Linked DNA regions of Mus musculus: region 2 is linked to region 1. Evidence: chromatin contacts called from public promoter capture Hi-C data. All regions are on one chromosome and are shown on one strand. Each heading gives the region's core, a stretch centred on a gene start, on an enhancer-like site or on the middle of the called end of the contact. The rest is flanking DNA. Distances are from core to core; before and after follow the strand shown. Region 1 has its middle 23 kb from the start of Srsf6. Region 2 overlaps Oser1 (oxidative stress responsive serine rich 1).

Region 1 (3,383 bases), core at 344-2,843:
TAAGCCAGGCCCAAGGGCATGAGAGCAAGAGAGCTGACCTGCCTCTTGCCAAGGGTGGCATTGCATGGTCTAGCTGGGGCAATGCTGGAGAGCTCATCGTGGTAGTGTAGTTAAGGGAGAGACATTGGGCTGACCAGCTCAGCTACCACCCAGGCCCAGACCCAGGGCTTTGAGTTTGCTCACCCCAAAACCTACATTATCTGTGAACTGTTGGAGCATGCGAAAGGGCCAGTCCTGCTGACCCAAAGCTGCAGGATCTCTATGGGAAAGTGGGTCCTGGGAGACTGGGCAGCACAGTAGAGTTAGGAAACAACAGGATAACCAAGAAGAGGCCCAGTAAGGAGCCAATATTGATGGTGTTGAAGAAGCCGGAGATCTCGAACCAGACCAATGACTCAGTGCAATGAACATCTGTAAGTGAAGATGTGTGGACAGAGGGACATTCTGTAGGACACACTGTGGCACGCTTCCACGATGAGCTGTTTTCTACGCTTAGTTTTGTTTATTTTGTTTCAGTTTTATTTGTGTGTTATTTTTTTTTTTAATAGGGGAGGTTGGTAGGGCAGATATGAGGGCACGGGGAGATGAGTGGGACTGGGAGCATGATGTGAAACTCACAAAGAATCAATAAAAGTTTGTAAAAATAATAATAATAAATTAAACTAAATAAAAACTTGCCCACTTCTGCGCCAGGAACTGAACTGGGCACTTGATGAACATCACCTCTTAATCCCCAGAAACATTCCAGGGAGGGTCCCACCTCCTGGGCCATGAGGGAGCTGAAGGAGTGCCCACTGCAGTTTCATGACTTTAAGTCTGTGGACCACCTGACGGTCTGTCCCCGCCACAGGGCAAGGCTGGCCCGCTCCAAGGACGCTGGCATTGGCATTGAGGAGCTGGACACCCTGCAGCTGGAGTTTGAGACCCTGCTGTCCTCTGCAAGCAGGCGACTGCGTCTACCGGAAGCTGCAACCCAGATCCTTACTGACTGGCAGGATAAGAAAGGGGACCGACGATTCCTGAATCTAGATCGAGACCACAAACTTGGTACTCCACCCCACCAAACATGGGAAGCCCAAGAAGCAGAAACTGGGAGGGAAGACAGGCCCAGGACGACCCAAATCCAAAAAAAAAAAAAAAAAAGTTCAACCCAAGATCCAGGAATATGAATTCACTGATGACCCAATCGACCTGCCTCAGATCCTCATGAATGATGCTCCCAACGGGTTCTGGGCCTCTATTGTGCCAGCATCACCAGTGAGGAGGTACGAACACTAGAGGAACTCCTGAAGCCCCCAGAAGATGAAGGTGAACATTACAAAATTCCCCCACTAGGCAAACACGACTCCCAGCGCTGGGCCCAGGAGTATCTGCTAGAGCAGCAGAGAATGGGGCTCGGGCAGCAAATGTGGCTGACAAGGAGAAAGGCCTCATAGGACCACTGGCGGAACTGGACACAAAAGATGTGGATGCCCTGCTGAAGAAGTCTGAGCCCAGCATGAACAGCCAAAAGACGGATGTCCCTTTGGTGCCCTGACACAGCGCCTGCTGCAGGCCCTAGTGGAGGAAAATATTATTTCCCCTATGGAGGACTCTTCTATTCCTGACATAGCTGGGAAAGAATCAGGGGCAGATGGAGCAAGCACCTCCCCCTGCAATCAGAACAAGCCTTTCAGTTTGCCACATACTAAGTCCCTGGAGAGCCGCATCAAGGAGGAGCTGATTGCCCAGGGCCTCCTGGAGTCCGAGGACCGGCCTGCGGAGGACGAGGTCCTTGCTGAGCTGAGCAAACGGCAGGCTGAGCTGAAGGCACTCGGTGCACACAGCCGCACCAAGAAGCACGACCTGCTGAGGTTGGCAAAGGAGGCGGTGAGCTGGCAGGAGCTAAGGCAGCGGAGCGGGTCCACGTGGCAGACAATGAGGTCGTGGATGCCTTCCGAAAGATCCTGGCTGCCCGGCAGAAGAAGCGCACCCCGGCAAAGAAAGAAAAGGACCAGACCTGGAAGACCATGAAAGAGCGGAAAAGCATCCTGAAGCTCCTAGACGGGTAGCCATACCTGCTGCTGGCCATCCCCATGGCCTGGCAGAAGTCCACGTCCTTTGAAGCCTTGGCCAGAGGCTCACTATCAAATGACAACAGTCTCGGGGCTGAAACACTCTCAGGCCACCCAGCTAAGCTTTATGTAGCCAGTATGCAAGGCCCTACTGCGCTTGCCTGGACCTAGCATCCGCCTGATGCCCCCCAAGATGAGCGGGTTTGTTCCTCATCCCTTCCCCCTTACCATCTCCACACCTCTCCCTCAGGGACTTCTTCCTTGAAGTTTTGTAAAATACAAACTTAAGAATAAAGTGACTGCTGGGTTTCGGGGTGGGGGGGTGTTTTGTTTTGTTTTAAGTTATTAAAAAAACAATAAAATAAAATAATAAAAAACTTCCTGCTAAAACTTGAAATAAGGCAAGGCTATCTGTTTTCCCCCGTTCTGTTTAACATTGCATTGAGATCTCAGCCAGTGATGCAAGAAAAGAGAGAAATAAATGGCAGACGAATTAGGAGTGAAACGGTCTTTCTACAGAGATGAAATGATCGTTTATATAGAAAATCTTAAGGCGGCTCTAAAACCAGCTTTGAAAACTCATAAGCAAAAAGAAAGAGAGAGAACTTGTAACTACAATAACAATATACCAATAACAATATACCAAAATCAAATTTTACATTCTAATGGTGAAAAAAAATTGGAACGTGAAATAAGAAAAACAATTTCATTTATTGTATTGTCAGAAACCATGCCATACTTAGAAGTAAATATAGCAAATGACATTCCCTCTATTGAAAATAAAAACTACACTGAAACCCAGGAGATATTACAGAGAGTTAAAGACTCGCCAAACAAATGGAGAGACATGGCCAGCTCATGGACTGGAATAGTCAGGGTTTTTTATGTCACCTGCAGGATTTAAAACCTTCCAGCCATACTTACCCAACCGTTTTGGAGGATTTTTCAAATTGGTTCTAAAATGTATAAAGAAATGCAGATCTGCGAAACAATCCTATGGAAAGGACACATGCGGGCCACCTCGTCTGACACATTCTCTGTGATGCTGCAGTGGCTACAGCATTGCCCCAGGGAGTAAGGCTAGGAAATGCGTCGGACAGAGCAGCACAGGACCTGGGAGCAGACACTGCCGCAAAGGGAGACTGGGTTTTTGACAAAGACAATCAATAAGGAAGGAGCTGTTCTGGAACAATTAGAGATCTGATATGGGGTGGGGGAGAGGGGGTATTGACCCTCCTCTTCCTGCTTATTCCCCTCCCCCTCTTCACCACATTCAAAAGTTAAAGTGATAGGCTGGCGAGGTGGCTCAACAGGTAAGGGCACTTTGCA
Region 2 (3,383 bases), core at 258-2,757, 500 kb after region 1:
TCATTTTTAAAACCTATGAAGTCAGGCACGGGAGGGAGCTCAGGCTTAACACTCCAGAAACTGGGACGCTACCTGAGGTCAGACTGAGCTACTTGGTAAGTTAATGGCCAAACTGGCCAGAGTGGAGTGTCTGAGAAGAATCACTGGGTCTTATAAGGTTGGATCACAGCATACTCTCTTCAGGAAACTTGGGAAAGAAAACCCAATCCTAAATTACTCAATGTGGTAGTTTAAGAATGGCCCCCATAGGCTCCTATGTTTGAATACTTGGCCCCCTGTTGGTGGAACTGTCTGAAATGATTACAAGGTATGATCTTGTCAGAGGTGTGTCACTGGAGGAGGGCTCTAAGGTTTCAAAAGTCCACACCACTGCCACTGTCTCTCTTCCTCACAGCTGTGTATCCAGAAGTGAGCTCTCAGCTACCACTCCAGAACTATGTCCACCTGCCGGCCTACTTACTACGCTCCCTGCCACGATGGGTAAGGACTCCAACCTCTGAAACTGTGAGGCCCAAAACTCGTTCTTCTATCAGCTGCCTTGACCATGGCATCTCTTCACATCAGAAAATAAATGAGACAAACAAGACGAAAGTCTTTAAGGAGTGGGGCCTGAGCTGGCTCTGTGGTTAAGAGCATTTGCTTTTCTTACAGAGAACCCAAATGGCTCACATCTTCCTTGTAAATCCAGTTCCAGGGATTCCAACACTGCACAGGCACATGCATATACCAAAAAAAAAAAGTCCTTATGCTAAGCCTGACAACCAGAGTTTGATCCCTGAAACATATGCGGTGGAGAACTAAGTCTCAAAAGTTGTCCTTTGATTTCCATACACACTCCCTGGAAGGTACCACACCCCAAATAAATAATCATAATTAAAGGGAAGGGGGGCACTCTTACCCATGCCAACTGTCTTTAGATGCACACATGGTTTTCGGTTTGGTATCATCGGCTGCTGTTCTGGCTGATGCTCTGACACTTGGGCCTTCTCCAACAGACAGAGATATGATGGACCTGAGGACAAGAACAAAGTTTACTATGATGAAAAGCTACATCACGAGGACAACTTTCCACCCTCACTAACCCCAATACAACTTTGAATGACACCTTTTCTTTCTAGTTTACACTTCTCAAAATTTAGCTTTGATCTGGGCATGGTGGCACACATCTTTAATCCCAGCACTCAGGAGGCAGAGGCAGAGGCAGGTGGATCTGTGAATTCAAGGCCACCCTGATCTACAAGGCAAGTTCCAGGAAAACAGAGAAACCACATGTTTGGATTATTATAAGAGACACTATGGTAAATGCTTGTAATCAAAGCTGGGTAGGGGAAACAGTTACACAGGGAAATCCTATCTCAAAAACTAATCAGTCAATAAATAAGAAAACAAATAGAAAAATTAAGCTTTTAATGTGAAATTTCCTCCAAAACCAAACTGGAAAGATCCCTAAAAACCTTTGATTGCAAGATCATAAGCCAGAGCAACCAGCAGTGCAACCAGCAGTGAGCTATAAATAGAGCTTCAGTCTGTTTATCTGGGGCAGATCAAGCCTTCTATGTTCAGAGAGAATGCTAATGACACCGATGTTCTTTCACCTACGAAACCACAGACATAGGAACTAAGTTTAGGAGCCTATCGTTAAGAGTCAATTCAACTAGCAAAGAATGGCGTTTCTGAGTATTTTACAACTTTGAGAAAGATGTTCCTATTCTTACAACTAGCAAATCTGAACTGCTGTTACTCTGTTACAGCTTTACTCTAAAAGTGTACAAAAGGAATATGGGTTCCCAGCTAAGAACATTTTCTTAAAAATGTAAATGAGAACCATCTGTATCAAGACTATCAACCTTAGCATTTTGATAGAAGTCCTTTCAAAATATATATAACACAAGAATCTGAGTTTGAACCCCAAAATTAAAATTAAAAAGCCAAGTGTAGTTGTGTGTGCTTATAATCACAGAGCTGGTTGGGGGAAAGATAGGATCCAGGGACTCACTGGTTGGCCAACCTAGCCTACTTGGCAAGCTCCAGGCTAGTGAGACAGTTTGTCTTTAAAAAACAAACAAAAAACAGATGGATAGCACCCATGGAATAGCAGTCCAAGTTGTCTTGTCTACAAACACACACACACACACACACACACACTCGCACGCAAGCCCACGCGCACACACATCCAAACATGGTAGTGCCTGATTGTAATTCTAGAAGAGTGGCAGAAGGACTGCAGTAAGTTAAGTCCAATCTGGGCTACATACTACAGAAAGGTGCAGGCCAGCCTGGGCTACCTAGTAAGACCCTGTCCTAAAAGTATAAGCACAAAGAACTTTTAATGACATGAGAGTACGTTTGAATTATCGTAAGAGACACTATGGTAAATGCCAGTGCACAGCATGATCTAAAACACTATACCCTCAATCCCAGCACTCAGGAGGCTGAGGAGGATCACAAGCCTGGAATCAGCCTGGCTAAACCGAAAGACCTTGTCCATACCTCAGAAAAACATCAAAGCCGGGCATGGTGGCACACACCTTTAATCCCAGCACTTGGGAGGCAGGGGCAGGCAGATCTCTAAATCTGGTCTACAGAGTGAGTTCCAGGACAGCCAGGGCTACACAGAGAACCTTGTCTCGAAAAACAACAACAACAAAAAAAAAAAAAAAAAAAAAAAAAAAAGAAAAAAGTAAATTGTGACTCTTCTTATTCTTAGCCTTTTATTTTTCCTAAAATATTTTATAGTCAAATTAAAAGGTTTATTGATTTATAATACAAAGACATTTGTTCTGATAAGACAAATACCACTGAAAATCAAAACCTGTTTAACAGGATCATGCTAAACTCCTAGTAAAGCGTAATGAGTCAGTCCTCGGCAGTCCCCTTCGTCAGGGTGTATGACAACAGTAGGAAACAGAAACAGTCACTGCAGAGATTCTCCAAGTCTTATTCTGCTTAGTCACGCTAATTACTCATCCCTTCTCAAATATTCTCTACCGTTCCTCCTATAACTCTAATAAAGGCATATCACATACTACAAGTATGTAATTTCTTTAGAAGGCATATTTTGTTATTATTTCTATCTATGAATGGGCATGTGCTTTTGAGTACAACTCTCAGTGGAAGCAAGAAGCACAGGATCTCCTTGGAGCTGTAGTTACAAATAGCCAAAGCCATAGGTGCTGGGAGCTGAACTTTTGGTCCTCTGAAAAAGCAGTATGTGCTCTTCACCACTGAGCCCTGTCTCCAGTGCCCAAACATGTAATCTACAACCATAAACTGCATGGATAGTTTGCAAGGCATTTTATAACGGACTGAATAACTCGTAGTGCCATCAATAGCTTAATTATATTTTTAGCTTAATTTTACATTCTAATTTCTCTTTGTGTAGC

What was found. Capture Hi-C pulls out chosen DNA fragments and counts their contacts.
Region 2: a promoter capture Hi-C map of pancreatic islet shows a contact between it and region 1. The contact joins two enhancer-like sites. A contact is called at or near these places in 8 of 39 promoter capture datasets (the C10 cell line, the HPC-7 cell line, cranial neural crest and 3 more), 12 of 484 Hi-C or Micro-C datasets (the AML12 cell line, CD4 T cells, Th1 cells and 7 more), 5 of 115 datasets of contacts at active chromatin or transcription factors (the SCID.adh cell line, embryonic basal ganglia, embryonic forebrain and 2 more) and 1 of 9 other capture datasets (pancreatic islet).

Annotation. Positions count from the first base shown.
Region 1 is chr2:162,906,563-162,909,945 of GRCm38.p6, forward strand. It overlaps the pseudogene Gm11452. Among named protein-coding and RNA genes, the nearest start is that of Srsf6, 23 kb to the right of the region's middle. Within about 2 kb of position 1,594, at least 10 of the 459 cell types and tissues checked have an H3K27ac peak or open chromatin away from gene starts, as enhancers often do. A contact at or near this core is called in pancreatic islet, where this site is marked.
Region 2 is chr2:163,410,499-163,413,881 of GRCm38.p6, forward strand. Oser1 (oxidative stress responsive serine rich 1) reads right to left here. Exons shown (of 4, transcript NM_025699.2): 3 at 899-1,012. Among named protein-coding and RNA genes, the nearest start is that of Oser1, 7.3 kb to the right of the region's middle. Within about 2 kb of position 1,508, at least 66 of the 459 cell types and tissues checked have an H3K27ac peak or open chromatin away from gene starts, as enhancers often do. A contact at or near this core is called in pancreatic islet, where this site is marked.